2 separate regions of the Gossypium hirsutum genome follow, and region 2 is linked to region 1. A link is a contact called in public Hi-C data. All regions are on one chromosome and are shown on one strand. The core of a region is the stretch at or near the end of the contact, and the rest is flanking DNA. Distances in the headings are between cores, read along the strand shown.

Region 1 (3,699 bases), core at 708-3,207:
AGACTGCCAAGGAAGTCTTCATACCTTCAAAGTTGTCGTCTGTTGTTTGTTTAGTATTCGAGGTACAGCATTATCATCTTATGCTTGTCAAAAGGCAGTTTTAATCTCCAATCCTTTTGTTTACGACTAAATGGTCTACCCTTGCTGTTGGGGTCCCTGTTCTCCTTCACCTCTGCCAACTTCCATACACAGTTCTCTTCCTCGACCGAATCTAGTAAGAAGACTCCACTCTTTTCAGTATAATTAGACCCAGCGTCTTCAATATAACAAACTCTCATAGCCATATCTTTGAACCGATCTAAATCATCTGGTACCTTTAGTATTCTCTCTGCACCAGGAGATGATACCTTCAAAACAAAACATGGTTTTAGGATACGGAATATAGACATATCTGAGACTCAGCACAAAAGAACTAGCTACTTATTACCTGAAGAGCCAAATCATCTGGTATTTCTCTTCGTTCTCCAGCTTCATCCAATCTTTTCTTATATTCTTGACTATAACTCTGCAGTTCCTCCATGCTGGGACAACCATATCTGATGAAAGGAGCATTGGTCTTTTAATATTATAAACCCCAGAGATTCAATTTCAAGTGCCAAGCTACATCACAAGATGACTGCATAATTCCTCTGGAAGTTTTCTACTTTTCAAGAGAAAAAAAAGGGGGTACAATTCATTCCTTTTTCTAAGTGTGTTCCCATTTTTCCTAATTTTTTCATCAGATACCAAATGAGTTGGGTCAAGCGCAATAAATTAGACTACTAGGTTACTTCATTTGCTACTTACATTCTGCTTCCAAAAACAAATGGTAAAAAGCAATGAATTAAAAGGAAATCTTAATTACTGAAATCGAAAAAATTATTAAAATGAAACACTGAAGATGTAGCCACATTTGGAGTAGCAAGGTTGTTGTACATTGGCACCATAGGAGTTCAAGCCTTGTGCAACCCATCCCCTCCCAAAGTTTGTAAACGTAAAGCTATGTATTTCATTCTCACAAAGATATATATTCTTCAAATCATTCACTACCAGAGATGCTGTTTGCCTTTCATTTCCAGAACAAATATAAGAGATAAAAGCAACAATCAAATGACAGCTATTAGTTAGGTTCTTGAAAGAAGCTTCAGTTTCTCCAGCTTGTTAGCGATCCATAAGGAAGAATACTTACTCATCTGACAATTTGTCAAGTCTGACATAAATGTATCCACGAGGTGTAGTCTTGAAAGCATAAAGTTTAATGTCATCGCTAAACAGTTTTAGTGCATCATGGGCTATAGAGAGAGCAGATTCACCCCAAGGAAGACCTTGCAATACAATTCCACCACCATCCCCTCCATCACCAACCTACATTCATAAAATAACATAAAATAAAAAGACCCGTCATCAAAAGCAAGGAAAGAAATCCAATAAGATAGAAACAATGCATACCTTGGGCTCGACGGTTTCATCCTCTTCTTCCCACTCATCCGTGAATTCTCCATCATCTTCAGCAGTTCCATCTGCTCAAACCAAGAAGTTCAAAAAAATCGGTTACTGACACAGAACTCTGATCAAACACTTGGTATGCACAGCAGAAGAAAGGAAAAAAGGAATAACAGAAACGCAGTTCTTCTTCTTCCTGTTGGTGGTTCTCGTTTTTGTTGTGAACGGAGGCTGTGTTGTGGAATAGACGGCGAGTGAAGGAAGAAGTGAAAGAGGAAATGGATTTTAGTTCAAAAGGAGGAGGAGGGTTAAGGGCAGTGGGAAGAGGTAAAGGAGAGAACCTTGCAGAAGACAAGGATGAAGCGGCGAAGCCCAAGGAAGGCCTTCGAGAGCTTCGTAACACAGACCGAAATATAATTCTACTATTGCTCATTCTTCTGTTTTACCCGCTCCCTCTTCAGCTGCCTTACACTTAATAACAGCGCTTTTAACTGTTATTCTCTAAAGACATGCCAACATAACCCCTCGTACATTATCTTCAAGCCTTAACATTTGTTTCTATTATTAAAACAGGCATAAGAATTTTTGATAACGAAGAGATGTATTGGAGTGTATTAAAATATATTATTTTCAAATAATTTTAAATATTACCTTAAAAAAATAAATATTTATATTGTAGTCACCCTTAATTGTAAAAAAATAAATAATAATATTTTTTTATAAATGACTCTTGCACATTTGAACTTTCTTGTTAAATATATTAAATATTAATAGACTAAATTCTTGTTGTAAGGTCCATTATGAGTATTATGGCTCAAGAGGTGTTCATGGATTGATTGATTTGATTGGCCTAATTAATTCAATGCATTTTGGGAGACGCCTGAGTTTGTATTTTTCAATTTTGAGTTGACTCCTTTTAATATTTATAAATAACAAAAAAAATATAAAAGTAATTTTATATTAATATTTATATATTTTATAATTAAATTTAAATAATTTTTATCATTTTTCAAACGGTAAAAATGGGCCATTTGATTAGGCCTAAATGGTTAAGCTTGGGCATGAAAATATTTTAGATTTAGGTCTCAGCCCATTAACCTTTCTACTTATAAAATTCAACTTCATATATTGAACTGTTATTTTTGAGCCTATTCAGGTTGAAGCCCAATTTGCTTTTCTAGTAGATTCAGAAATCAGCTCACTATTAACTGGATAAGATTGGCCCTAAAACGTGTACAATTTTGCAATATTATTTTCTGATAATTGCATTACCAAAATTGAAAAGTTAGTGTATCTATTTTTTTATTTTTTTATATGCATGAAATTAATATTTAAAAATTTATATGTAATAAAATAGTAAAAATCAATAATTCAAGTTAATGTGTTTACTAATAACTAAATAAACTTTTGATCGTCATATAGTAGAACCAAATTTTGATAAATTGTATATTAAAGGGATGAAAGTTTTAATGAAAACATAATTTTATTTAGAGAAGAAGAAGAAGAAGAACACCACGTAATTGGAAAATAAACATCTTCATCCCCAGTGAGCCCATCCGGCCCAATAGGCGTGAACAACATTTTTAGATAGGGTTTTGGGCAAGATCTTTAAGCATAGAAAAGACGGCTATTTTTCCTCTTTCGTTTTAAATAAAAACCTAAACATTTCACTTTTCTCGAATAAAGTTCTTATATTTTGTTTTTTTGTATTTAGATAAAACTCTTATCCTTTGATTTTACTAATTTTTTTTATTTCAAATAAGTATGCGTTAATGTTTAGTTAGAAATTAAAAGTTTGGAACTTATTTTTAGTTAAATTTAAATATATATTTTTAAAAAATATTATAGAAAAAAGAAATGTTGGGAAATGCTTCTAATTCAAAGAAAAAGGGAAGTGAAGATGAATACATAATATAACATTGCTCAGCAAAGATTTAATTTGTTTTTTAGCAAAGTCCCTATCCAATTTCTTGAATAAAAAGTTTTAAAAGGTAATAGTATAGGAACAATAAAGGCATACCAATAAATATATTATTGGGGATCGACTTGTATAACAGTAAAAGTGGAAAAGAACAAACACAAAAGAGGCTTCGGCTTTTCACTAATCAACAAACAAAGGAGTATAACGATAGAGAGTATTCAACCGGAATAAAAAGAGCAAATCCCAAAAGAAAACCAAATATCCCAAATAAAAAAGCTCTCTAAAAAACTCTCCCTACAAACTCTTTAACAAATCTCACATATTTAAAGCAAATCTATTTTGCTAAATCTGATCAA
Region 2 (3,810 bases), core at 208-2,707, 420 kb after region 1:
TGTTCCATCATAACATACTGGCTCTTTGTTGTTTTTAAATTGTCACCTTTTCTTTCACAGTTCAATTTCGAGTTTTAGAACATCCCACTCAAATCAAGAAGATCCACTACATGATAGTGCAACCTACATCATACGTCCTAGCTACTTAAAAGTAGCTCAACAAATCCCAATACAAAAGTTAAAATCCTAAACATTTGTCAGGCATGTTCCAAATGTGCAATAAAAATAAAGGATTATAGTATATAATACCCCAATCAAATCAAAGAACACTCTTTTTTATTCCATTAGCCATGGAATCCCCTTTTCATTTTCGACTACAGAAATGAAGATTTATCTACTGTGATCATAAAACAAATGCTCATTAATAAAATAAAGAGAAACACTATTACCAGAAATCGCTATCTCCCTAGTGATTTTTTAATTGGTAAGCACATACTCAATTTGGGAGCACTAGCGATCCAATTCAGTAAAACTAACAATCCTAATAAATATGGTTTATTATAAATGAGTTGAGCAAAACAAACAATTCACAAATTTAAAAATTAATTTATTTAGAACTATTAAGTTTTTGTGAACACAAGAACTATATATATATAGGTTCCCTAAAACACCGTTCCAATAAATCATTTGTCGTTACAACAAAGCAAATCAGAAAAGACTACCCCTATCAAATTAGGTGTTTAGAAACATCGACTTGCTTTCTTGTTTTTGTTCCTTGTACCAGACCAATCCTCGTTCCAGGTATCATTTCAATGAAACAAAAGCACTAGCCGGTAAGCACATATCTCATAATTTCATAGAATTTACAATATAATAAGTATTAAATAGAACATAAACGCAAAAAGAAAACCTAATCATTTCAGCTTAAAAACAATCGAATAATAAGCTTACAACATCGACACAGTCAACGAATCAGAAGAAAACAAACGTCACAATCCAAAACCTTTTGACATCCTACTTCACATCCAAAACGACAAAAATTAAACAAATCAAATGAAGCATAAAAACGAACAGCGGCCACAGCGAAAAAAATAAACATCAAACCAGATATAGTGAAAAAAAATGGTTAAAATCAATAAATTGACGGCCAAACTCAGTGAACACAACACAAAATCTTATAGACGCAGAGAAGAATAAAGATCTAGGGTTAGGGTTTTGAAATTACCTGAAAATTCCCTTTTGCGATTCAGATCTGGAAGAGAGGAAGTGGAAACAACAGTTGGAGAGTTAGGAGAGTAACAGCAGCTGCCTACTGAAAAAGGAAAACGAAATGCGAGCGTTTCTTATATAGAAAATGATTCAAAATTACTTTTTTTTTAAAATTAAAATTATTATGTTTTTTTGAAATTTTAAACGAAATGTTTCACTGCTAAGTTTTACTCATTCCACGATTTCAAATTTTCAAATCTGGTTTTAAACGGTTAAATTTCAGTTTTAGTCCCTTTACTATATTCAGTTATTTTTAATTTAATATAAATTGACCTTCTATTTTATAATGTCATTATCTAACGCTAGCAATTTTTCCTTTTTATATTTTTATGTTAATTTTTCAAATTTATTTTATAAAAAATTTATATTAATTTTTATTTTACATTTTTAAATAAATAACAGTAAAAAAATAAAAATAAAAAAATTCAACTTTATTTCTTTATAAAATAAAATAAAATTTTATGTTAATTTTTATTTTAAATTTTGAAATGAAATTTTCAAAATCTATATTTTAATAATAGTAAAAAAAATAACAAATTTAATATTATTGCAAAAAAATAACATAAAAAATAAAGAAAATGTCTTTACAATAGGGGTATCCCCTGGGTGATATGCGACTCCCTTTTTATTAAAATATCATTTTATTTATTTTATGACAATTTTTTTAATAATTATATAATCCATTAAGTTAATTTTTATAAAAAATATTATTTTTATAATTAATTTTTAACTCATGCTATTTTCATAAATTTTTATTATTTTTGTGTTATTTACATTAAAACCCAAAAAAACCATGTTAGCATAATGAGTTAAAGAGTGTATTTAAGAAAAATCCACAAGTATTTTAACATAAATACTCGATTGTATTAGCTATTTAAATTAATTGGTGAGATTATAAAAATAAAAAGTTAAATTATGCCCAAATAGTTAATGGGATATTGGCTTAATTATTCAATTAATGATGATAAATATTTATAGTTGTAAGCTGTAATTTAAAAAAGACTAGATATTAAAATTAAATATAATAGAAGGAGGAAAATGATAATTTGATGGCTTGAAAAATGGAAAGTGTTGGGCAGTATGAAATTGTTTATAGTGGAATAAGCCAAAAAATGGGTGGGAGTGGAAGTCGTAGCTTAGATTATAAGCGAAGGGTCAGGGGTGTCCTGGCATTACATGTGCAACCGCATTTGATTGTGAAAACGGTGCCGTTCTCTTTCCTTCTAATATTACTTTTTGTGTGGTGGATGGATGGAACAGTTTGTTGTTAATGCTTCTAACAGTTTTTGTTACAGTAAGTGTATTTAAAAATAATAATTTTAGAAGAGTTTTGCTTTATGTTTAAGAATTTGAATCTCATCTCTGAATTCAATTGTGAAAAGTATTTTTCAAGAAAAGTACTATACCAAATATACAAACGTTACGATTATCCTTTTAATAATATAAATATCACCAAACATCGATAAAGCGTCTTAAGCTAGTGAAATTCCAACAATTTTATAATTCATTATAAAATGAAAGCAATTTCGATCCAAAAATCTATGTGATACTTAGTATTTTTTTTTCTAATTTTATATTTTTATTTGACAAAAATTTTATATTTTGGTACCTAAAAGTAATAATGTTAATTTTTTAATGTTTAATTCAAGTTTTAGGATTGTTATTATCATGTTTGAATTTTTCATGATTTTATTAACATAATAAATTTATTGTTAATTATAAATTTACTTAATTTTACGTTTAATCTGTTAAATATAATTAAATTGATGTAAATTAATTCGAGTTTTAAGGTTGATTTGATGAAAACTCATAATTAATTAATATTAGCATTTAACTGTCATCAAATCAACTCTAAAACTCGAATTTAATACTAAAAAATTAATATTGTTACATTTAATTATTAAAATACATCAAATATAAGTAGATTAAAAAATATATATCACAAGTACTATTTAAAAAAAGAACGTGTCAGGTAGTAAACCAAAAATAAATAATAATGAAAGGAATAGAATTTTATGTTTGTTAACCACTACAATTAGATGCTGGTTATTGTGATACTTTTAATATATATATATATAATTAATATTTTTAACTTTAGTAAAATATATTAAATACAAGATGTTTCCAAAAGAGTATTTGATAATTCTTAATAAAGACCTGAATAAATAAATTTATTAGTTGGTAGGGTAGGTGTGTTGGTCCTATCAATATTCGGGAATCATATATATAAAGTTATAAATAAAAATCATATATATAAAGTTACAAATAAAGGTGGATTGAGTTTTAACTCGATGGATATTAATATTGTTGTCAGTTTAAGAGGATGTGAATTTGAATGTATTGAAGCGTATTATCTTTTTATTTAAGAGTTAGGGAGAGTATAAAAAAAACAAATATCATAAGAACCTATAATGAGATTAATATTAAAAAAATTACAAATAATAAATATAAACTTATTTGACATAATTATATATTTGATTGGGGGTTTAGTTTAACAAAACATGTAAATTTTAATTAAGGTTAAAAAATCAAACCAAAAGTGGGTTTTCGTCTACTACTTTCTAAGACGGGTTTTTGTCTATCCTCGTTGACATGCTTGTT

What was found. Hi-C and Micro-C count contacts between places; a contact is called where the count stands out from the background.
Region 2: a contact with region 1 is called in a Hi-C map of leaf, with 2.9 times the contacts expected there. The contact joins the promoter of LOC107893878 here to the promoter of LOC107893897 in region 1. A contact is called at or near these places in 2 of 34 Hi-C or Micro-C datasets (callus and leaf).

What each region holds. Positions count from the first base shown.
Region 1 is chrA13:29,886,859-29,890,557 of Gossypium_hirsutum_v2.1, forward strand. LOC107893897 reads right to left here and starts at 1,958. Exons shown (of 7, transcript XR_005908016.1): 1 at 1,597-1,958; 2 at 1,429-1,499; 3 at 1,169-1,344; 4 at 428-536; 5 at 25-347.
Region 2 is chrA13:30,309,645-30,313,454 of Gossypium_hirsutum_v2.1, forward strand. It overlaps LOC107893878 (protein SPIRAL1-like 1), which reads right to left and starts at 1,458. Exons shown (of 3, transcript XM_016819019.2): 1 at 1,166-1,458.